2 separate regions of the Pan troglodytes genome follow, and region 1 is linked to region 2. The links are chromatin contacts, called in public HiChIP or PLAC-seq maps. All regions are on one chromosome and are shown on one strand. Each heading gives the region's core, a stretch centred on a gene start, on an enhancer-like site or on the middle of the called end of the contact. The rest is flanking DNA. Distances are from core to core; before and after follow the strand shown.

Evidence for each region. HiChIP or PLAC-seq counts read pairs in DNA pulled down with a chosen protein or histone mark.
Region 1: a contact with region 2 is called in an H3K4me3 HiChIP or PLAC-seq map of stem cell-derived excitatory neurons, with 4 times the contacts expected there. The contact joins the promoter of NHLRC4 here to the promoter of LOC129137269 in region 2. A contact is called at or near these places in 1 of 7 Hi-C or Micro-C datasets (stem cell-derived neural progenitor cells) and 1 of 1 datasets of contacts at active chromatin or transcription factors (stem cell-derived excitatory neurons).

Annotation. Positions count from the first base shown.
Region 1 is chr18:2,924,650-2,929,181 of NHGRI_mPanTro3-v2.0_pri, forward strand. NHLRC4 (NHL repeat containing 4) reads left to right here and starts at 2,287. Exons shown (of 2, transcript XM_016929013.4): 1 at 2,287-2,373; 2 at 2,795-4,532. The coding sequence starts at 3,152. The coding sequence ends at 3,715. PRR35 (proline rich 35) reads left to right here. Exons shown (of 3, transcript XM_003314887.7): 3 at 1-415. The coding sequence ends at 327.
Region 2 is chr18:2,732,993-2,737,449 of NHGRI_mPanTro3-v2.0_pri, forward strand. LOC129137269 (large ribosomal subunit protein uL23-like) reads left to right here and starts at 1,668. Exons shown (of 1, transcript XM_054668114.2): 1 at 1,668-2,206. The coding sequence starts at 1,694. The coding sequence ends at 2,164. It overlaps PGAP6 (post-GPI attachment to proteins 6), which reads right to left and starts at 1,928. Exons shown (of 15, transcript XM_063796371.1): 1 at 1,828-1,928.

The sequences.
Region 1 (4,532 bases), core at 1,037-3,536, 190 kb after region 2:
CTCGACCTCTCTGTGAAACGTGCGCCCGCCAAGGGGCCCCAGGCTCTTGGAGAGGCGTGGGGGCGGCCCGAGCTGGGTCCCGTGTTGACCGGGGGCACCCCCGAGCCACCCGGCATGCTGGGCCCTGCAGCGCCCCAACCCTTCTCCGGCCACACCACCAAGTGTGAGGCCGACTCCAGCGTCCCACCCCCAGGGCTCCCCCTCCCAGCCCCAGATGACCCTGTCATTCCTGGCAGTGGCTGGGGCACCTGTGTTGCGACGACGGGGAGTTCCCAGACCCCTGAGGCTGTCTGTGGCCTGCAGAGCCCCCAGGGCGCCGAGGTCTGACCTGCAGCGCCTGAGGTCCGACTGTCTCTGCCTGCAGCATGCCGGCCCCTCTCCTGCAGCCCCTGCCCCTCACCTGCCTGGGACCTGCCCCGCCTCCGCATGCATGTGGATACACCCCCACGGGCCGTGGCCAACGCTTGTCCCTGGGGCCACACAGGGACGCTGGAGGTCACAGTTATTTATTGATCACAACTGTGGACATTAAAACAGAAACTGTTCACACACACCGTCTGTGCCTCCTTCCTTTGGGGCCCTAGTGTAGCCACCTGGACACCCCCCTAAGGAAGTGTCCTGGCCTGGGAGGCCTGGGTGGGCAGCAGTCCTGCTGGGCCTCTGTCTTCAGACTCGGCCCTCTCCTGTGGGCTGGGCCCTCCCTGCGGGGCTGGGATCTGGGGGTGGGGCGGGACATCGGAGACGGGAGCTGAGCGAGGAGAGCCGTGTGGTCTGGGCTGCTCAGCCCGTGTCTTGGTGTGTCGGGGGTGGAGAGGCGTGTGGACTGGGCTGCTCGGCCCGTGTCTTGGTGTGTCGGGGGTGGAGAGGCGTGTGGACTGGGCTGCTCGGCCCGTGTCTTGGTGTGTCGGGGGTGGAGAGGCGTGTGGACTGGGCTGCTCGGCCCGTGTCTTGGTGTGTCGGGGGTGGAGAGGCGTGTGGACTGGGCTGCTCGGCCCGTGTCTTGGTGTGTCGGGGGTGGAGAGGCGTGTGGACTGGGCTGCTCGGCCTGTGTCTTGGTGTGTCGGGGGTGGAGAGGCGTGTGGACTGGGCTGCTCGGCCTGTGTCTTGGTGTGTCGGGGGTGGGCACGAACCCCTGAACATCCTCTAGCCTCTGAATCCAGCAAGGCAGCGCTCATATCAGCTCTCCTGCGGTTAAACGGTGGCCCCGGGGCTCTGTGGCTGGAGGCTGCTCACCCAGCGTGGGCTCTGCTGGCCCCTGCCAGCCCCTGCAGCCGTGATAGGTATCAGCCTTCACAGCTCACTGCCTCCCTCCCAGCAGGGCCTGGCTTGGCCCTCCCACGGGCAGGGGATGGGCAGACAGGGAGGGGCACCCGGGACCCCCACAGCAAATTACTTCTCTCCTGGGAGAGCTGGCCACACCCTCCACGCCCACCCTGGAATGGGCTCTGGAGCCCACATCGCCCCCCCAGGAGGAGAAGCAGTTCCTGCCTGCGTCCAGCCGGGCTGGGGCCAGTCCAAGCAGGCTGGCAGCGGCCCCATTAACTACCAGGGAGATAGCATCAGCCCCGACCCTGCCTCGGGGCAGCTAGAGCTGGGGTGCTGCCTGGCCAGGCGCGGAGTGCTGTGGGGACAGGTCCCAGCCGGGCCCCTCTACCCAGAGGCTTCCTGGAGGGGCTGCAGGGGGCTCTGGGCAGCCAGGAACTGTTCCCAAGTCCCGAGTCTGAGGGAGACTCCCTGTCCTCAGCCCCCGCCCCCCATATGTCCACTGCACCCCATATGTCCACTGCACCCCATATGTCCACTGCACCTCAGTTTCTCACCCCCACTGGGCAGACAGGTGAGCATGGCCTTGCTGGGGGCAACAGCACCCGTCTCCCAGGTGTGGAGACACGACCTCCTTCGCTGTCACCCGTGGGGAGCAGGACAGGCCTCATGGAGGGTGCCTCAGCCAGCAGGTCACCCGCCTGTGGTCCAGACCCAAGGACCCTGCTTGGGGGTGGCAGCCTGGGGCTGCCTTGCCACTTGGAGTAATGAACTTGCTGGTTGTGGGGGGACCGTGGGGGACTCCTGAAGGGGGGTGGGCTGCATGGCATCTGGCCGTGTAGGGGACGTGGGAATAGTGTCCGGGCAGAGGGCGCAGCCTGCAACGAGGCGCGGAGGCAGGAACACCGCAGCATGGGGAGTCCTCAGGGGACCTGGTTTTTCTTTCATAGAAGCTTCAGGGGCCAAGGCCGGAGACTGCACTCTCCCTCCTCCACCCGGCCCCGCTGCGTCCCTGCCAGTGGCTCCTCCCACTTCCTCCGGTTCTAGTTTCCAACAACAGAGGCTGCAGCCACCCAGCCCCAAAGCAGGGCCCAGCGAGACAGGGCCCAGGTAAGAGACCCCTCCCCCCGGCCTCTCTCGGTGGGGCAGGTGGAGGCCCTTGGAATAGGCTGCCTCGCCCCTAAGGGGTCAGAAGTCTCCCTGACCTAGGGGCTTGGGTAGAAGGGCTGTGTGTGGGTGACCGCCCCCCCCCCCGTAGAAAGGGGTTCCACAGGCAGATGGATTTGAGAAACGTTGCTTATCTGTCTGAGGCCCGTGAGCTCATCTGGGGCTCAGGGGAAAACCCACAGCGAGCTACACGGGTCATGTGTCTCCCAGACTCAAGTCCCAGGCACCTAGACACTAGGGTGGCCGCTGGGCTTGGTGGCCAGGTAGACTCTCAGGACCTGGAGGACCCGGCCTCATAGGAGGGCACTGGAGGAGTGACTTTGCCATTCCCACACACAGTGGGGCCTTATTCTCTCTCTTGCAGCCCCAAGCGTGACCCAGCTGCAGAGAAGCTGAGACGCTGATTCGGACTGACTGGACTCCGGCCTCCAGGTGTCTGCACCTCACACTGGACCCACCTGGAGACTCCACGGGCTCCCGGCAGCTCCGGCTGCTTGGGTGGATCCGGGTGCCCGCAGGGGCTGCGGGAGGGCCCCGGGGCCTGCACTGCTCCCCCGATGGCCTGCTCTTCCTCACGGCCGGGGCTGCGCCCTGTGTCCACGTGCTAGATCTGGAGGGACGCCCCATCTGCCTCCTGCCCTGCCGCACTCCGGGGAGCGGGGCCTTCGTTCCAGAGGACGTGGCTGTGACAGCGTCAGGGCTCGTGGTGGTCAGCGATCCCATGCATGGGGCTGTCCATGCACTCCAGCACACAGCCCGGGACCCCGGGGGCCACTGGGTGACAGTGGGCACCTTCCTGTCTCCCCGAGGGCTGGCTGTGGATGCCCTCAACCGCCTCCTGGTGACGGACTACTTGCCTGGGGCTGTGCACAGCTTCTCATTGGGTCCTGCTTGGGAGCCCCTGGCCCCAGCCTCCATGCTGGGTCTGGAGGGCCCCTGCTGGGTGGGCCCAGGGCCTGATGGGGGCCTTGCTGTGAGTGAGGAGTTTGGGGATGTGAGGCTGTTTGGCAGTGCCCGCCAACCCCTGGGCTCCCTGGGGGGCTGGACGGGGCACACTTTCGGCTGCCCAGCGGGCATCTGCTCCAACTCAGAGGGCAACGTTATTGTGGCAGATGAGCAGAGGCGCCAGGTGACCCTGTTTCCCCGGGCTGGGCCACCCATCTGCCTGGTGTCAGAGGGGCTTGGGCAGCCCTTGGGAGTGGCCTGTGCACCCCAGGGCCAGCTCCTGGTGGCTGATGCCAAGGACAACTCCATCAAGGTGTACCAGGGCAAGGAGCTGGCCTGACCTGAGGCTGGGTTGGAGCAGCCCTCCTGTGCCTGAGGCCAGCTCCCAGGCCCTTGGATCACCGCGGGAGGAACCCTCAGGATGGGTGGAGCCTCCAGGCTATGGGCATTGCCTGCCTGATGCCAGCACCACCTGGGCTGGGCCCTGGGCTTGGCTCGAGTTCTCCTGCTGGTGAGGCTCCGGATCTCAGGAGCAGCCCTGAGTCTGCTTCCCAGGCTGCCCCTGCCAGGCCTGCAGCCTCCCCAGCCGGGGCCGCTCTCTGCTGTCCCCATTCAGTGCCCTGGCCCCTGCATTCATGCCCCCCACGCCCCCTCAGGCCCTGTGCCTGGACTTTGGGGCTGGCAGCTGAAGCCTTGAGATCCTGGGCCAGCTGCCGGCACACAGCTAGGCAGGCTCTCCCACCAGGTGCCCCTGCCCAGGCCTCCTAATCAGGGGCAGACAGGCAGGGAGGGTGTGGCTGGGATGGGCTGGGCGGGGCGGCCTGGGGCAGGGGTGTGGCCCCTAAATGTCCCCAACCTCAGAGGGACCTGGAGTCCTGAGCCTCCAGTAGCTTCTCTGGGCCTGGCAGAGGTAAGGGGGAGGCAACCCTGGAGTGTCTGGAGGCCCATGGCTGGCTGAACCCTGGATGCCTTTTCTTCCACGTCCCCATGAATGAAAGCTGTCTGGGCCTTCATTCTGCAGACAGGGACAAACAGCTCCATGCTGTTTGTCCTCCCAGTGCAGCCGTGCTGGGAGGGTCTGGGGGAGCTTCCTACAAGGAGAGACTCCTGCTGCTTTGGAAAACTGAGAAAAAATAGGGGTCTAACCCTCTCCTCCC
Region 2 (4,457 bases), core at 418-2,917:
GCTGAGGCAGGAGAATCACTTGAACCCGGGAGGTGGAGCTTGCAGTGAGCAGGGATCAGGCCACTGCACTCCAGCCTGGGCAACAGAGCAAGACTCCATCTCAAAAAAAAAAAAAGGGTAATGGAGAACACTAGGCCTAGAGACAGACACACAAGGATGTTTGCCGCAGAACTGCTTGTATTTGGAAAAACCTGGGCGCTCCACGAGGGCAACGGGTAAATAAATTATGCTAAAATATACTCTGATTTTTTTTTTTTTTTTTTTGAGACGGAGCCTCACTGTCGCCCAGGCTGGAGTGCAGTGGTGCGATCTCGGCTCACGCATGCTCCACCTCCCGGGTTCACGCCATTCTCCTGCCTCAGCCTCCCGAGTTGCTGGGACTACAGGCGCCTGCTACCATTCCTGGCTAATTTTTTTTGTTTTTAGTAGAGATGGGATTTCACCCTGTAAGCCAGTATGGCCTCGATCTCCTGACCTCATGATCCACCCACCTTGGCCTCCCAAAATGCTGGGATTACAGGCATGAGCCACAGCGCCCAGCCTACTCTGATTTTTTTTTTTTTTTTTTTTTTTTTTGAGATGGAATCTCGCTCTGTCGCCCAGGCTGGAGTGCAGTGGCGCGATCCTGGCTCACTGCAAGCTCCGCCTCCCAGGTTCACGCCATTCTGCTGCCTCAGCCTCCCGAGTAGCTGGGACTACAGGCGCCCGCCAACACACCTGGCTAATTTTTTGTATTTTTAGTAGAGATGGGGTTTCACCATGTTAGCCAGGATGGTCTCGATTTCCTGACCTCGTGATCTGCCCATCTCAGCCTCTCAAAGTGCTGGGATTACAGGCGTGAGCCACCGCGCCCGGCCTACTCTGAATATTTATGCAACTTTTAGATGGGTCTATAAATGTGTCTTCAGAAGGAATGTCAGTAAAGTGAAAAATCCAGTTGCTGGATAACAGGGACGCATCGTATTTCCAAACAAACAGGAAGACCCTCAAGCCCCCTCCCCAGGTCCCCCTCCAGTGAGCCTGGGTGAGGGTGGACTCCAGCTGCCTGCAGCCTGGCCGGAGGGGAGGGTTGCTGGGTGTGGGAGCAGCTTTCCACAGTCGGTGTGCTCTTCGCCCAGCAGCAATAAGCATTATTATAGTTGTCTTGGATAAAAATATCAAAAGTTAAATAAAAGCAAAAAAAAAAGCCGTAATCCAATTTTCTCCAAATAACCACCCTGCGCACCTCCTGCAAATGCTTCCTGTGTGCAAGACTGTGTGAGGACCCCTCTTTCTCTGTGGACACTCTCCCAGGCTCTGCAGGTTGAAAGGAGTTTCCCTCTGTCTGTTCATGGCCACCTGGTAGACGTGGGAGACCCTGTCTTCCCGCTCCGCCCCGGGTTTCCTGAGGGCAGGAGATGGGTCTCTCTCACTCTGTGGTCAGGCAGGAGGAGTGCAGACCGTAACCCTGTCTTTCTGACCCAGTGCCCTAACCTGTCAGCATGAACCACACCAGAGGTGCCCAGACATCAGAGTTTCACAGACAGAAATAGTTTCCCCAGAGTTTTGGGGCTTTTTTTAGGCTCAACTATCATGCATTATTATTCTTTCATAAAAAAAGGGTCATTTTCCCAGCCTGGGCAACATGGGGAAACCCAGTCTCTACAAAAAAAAAAAAAAAAACCAAAAAAAAAAAAATTGGCCTTTTCACAAGATGGCGCTGAAAGCGAAGAAGGAAGCTCCTGCCTCTCCTAAAGCCGAAGCCAAAGCGAAGGCTTTAAAGGCCAAGAAGGCAGCGTTGAAAGGTGTCCACAGCCACATAAAAAAGAAGACCCGCACGTCACTCACCTTCCAGCGGCCCAAGACACTGCGACGCCGGAGGCGGCCTGAATATCCCTGGAAGAGCGCCCCCAGGAGAAACAAGCTTGGCCACTACGCTGTCATCAAGTTTCCGCTGACCACGGAGTCGGCCGTGAAGAGGACAGAAGAAAACAACACGCTTTTGTTCACTGTGGATGTTAAAGCCAACAAGCACCAGATCAAACAGGCTGTGAAGAGGCTCTATGACGGTGATGTGGCCGAGGTCACCACCCTGATTCCGCCTGATGGAGAGAAGAAGGCATGTGTTCGACTGGCTCCTGATTATGATGCGTTGGATGTTGCCAACAAAATTGGGATCATCTAAACTGAGTCCAGCTGCCTAATTCTAAATATATATATATATATCTTGTCACCATAAAAAAAAAAAAAATTGTAGCCAAGCATGGTGGCATGTGTGTCTGTAGTCCCAGCTACTCCACAGCCTGAGGCAGGAAGATCCCTTGAGCCCAGGAGGTCAAGGCTGCAGTGAGCCAAGATCGCACCACTGCACTCCAGCCTGGGTGACTGAGCGAGACCCCATCTCAAAAATAAATAAATTAACTAATTAAATCATTCAAGGGCTGGGGACGGTGGATCACAAGGTCAGGAGTTCAAGACCAGCCTGGCTAATATGGTGAAAACTGTCTCTACTAAAAATACAAAAAACTGGCACGCGCCTGTAGTCCCAGCTACTTGGGAGGCTGAGGCAGGAGAATCGCTTGAACCCGGGAGGTGGAGGTTGCAGTGAGCCAAGATCACATCACTGCACTCCAGCCTGGGTGACAGAGCAAGACTCCGTCTAAAAAAAAAAAAAAACAAAGGTCATTTCCCAACCCAAAAAAGTAGGAAGTACGTACCCTTTTTGAAGGGGGCCTGCTCCTCCACACCTGTGGGTATTTCTCGTCAGGTGGGACAAGAGACTGAGAAAAGAAATAAGACACAGAGACAAAGTATAGAGAAGGAAAGGTGGGCCCAGGGGACTGGCGCACTCAGCCTGCGAGGACCTGCAGCAGCGCTGGTCTCTGAGTTCCCTCAGTATTTATTGATCATTATTTTTACTATCTTAGCGAGGGGAGTGTAGCAGGGCAACAGATGGAGAGAAGGTCAGCAGGGAAACATGTGAGCAAAGGAATCTGTATCATGAGTAAGTTCTAGGAAAGGTACTGTGCCGGGATGTACACATAGGCCAGATTTATGTTTCACTTTACATAAACATTTCAGTGTAGCAAAGAGTAACAGAGCAGTATTGCTGCCAGCATATCTTGCCACCAGCCACAGGGCGGTTTTCTCCTATCTCAGAATAGAACGAATGGTTGGCTTTACACCGAGACATTCCATTCCCAGGGACAAGCAGGAGACAGAAGCCTTCCTCTTATCTCAGCTGCAAAGAGGCCTCTCTCCTTCACTGCTCCTCCTTAGCACAGACCTTTTACGGGTGTGGAGCTGGGGGATGGTAAGGTCTTTCCCTCCCCACGAGGCCATATCTCAGGCTGTCTCAGTGCGGGGAAACCTTGGACAACTCCCAGGCTTTCTTGGGCAGAGGGCCCTGCGGCTTTCCGCAGTGCACTGTGTCCCTGATTAATCGAGAACGGAGAATGGCGATGACTTTTACCAAGCACACTGCCTGCAAACAAATTGTTCACAAGGCACATCCTGCACAGCCCTGAACCTATTAAACCTTGATTCAACACAGCACATGTTTCTGTGAGCACAGGTTTCTGTTAAAATTACAGGTTAACAGCATCTCAAAGCAGAAACAATGTTTCTTAGTACAGATCAAAATGGAGTTTTCTACATAGACACAGTAACAATCTCATCTCTCTTCTTTTCCCCACACTTTTTTTTTTTTTTTTTTTTGAGACGAAGTTTCACTCTTGTCCCCCAGGTTGGAGTGCAATGGCGCGATCTCAGCTCACTGTAACCTCCGCCTCCCGGGTTCAAGCCATTCTCCTGCCTGAGCCTCCTGAGTAGCCGGGATTACAGGTGGACACCATCATGCCCGGCTAATTTTTGTATTTTTTAGTAGAGACGGGGTTTCACCATGTTGGTCAGGATGGTCTTGATCTCCTGACCTCAGATGATCCGCCCGCCTCGGCCTCCCAAAGTGCTGGGAATGACAGTTCAGTTTTTTGTTGTTGTTTTACGTTCAGCGGATGGCAGTAGACAGGTTTTTCTTTTTCCTTTTTTTTTTTTTTTTATTGAGACAGGGTCTTGCTGTGTCGCCCAGGCTGGAGTGTAGTGGGAACACGGTGGCTCCCTGCAGCGTTGGCCTCCTGGGATCAAAGGATCCCCCTGCCTCAGTCTCCCAGGTGATTACAGGCCAGCACCAGCACACCCAGCAGTGGTTCTTATTTATCCCCATTTTGTCTGAGCAAATGAATGCCTGTCCTGGGTGTGGGTGCGAGTGAGCTGGAAGATGAAGGGCATGGGCAGTGACCGCTCAGCACTCGGCCTGCAGGGAGCCTGGGGTGAGTCCAGCAGCACTGGAGCGTGGAACCACAGCAGATGTCCTTGTCCCTTCCAAGGGGTGGGAACAAAGGTGACAGGGACAGAGATGGCTGCCGGGGCAGGAGGCCCAAGAGTTGCTCTCTGCTGAGAAGGCTCCCCTTGGTGTACCT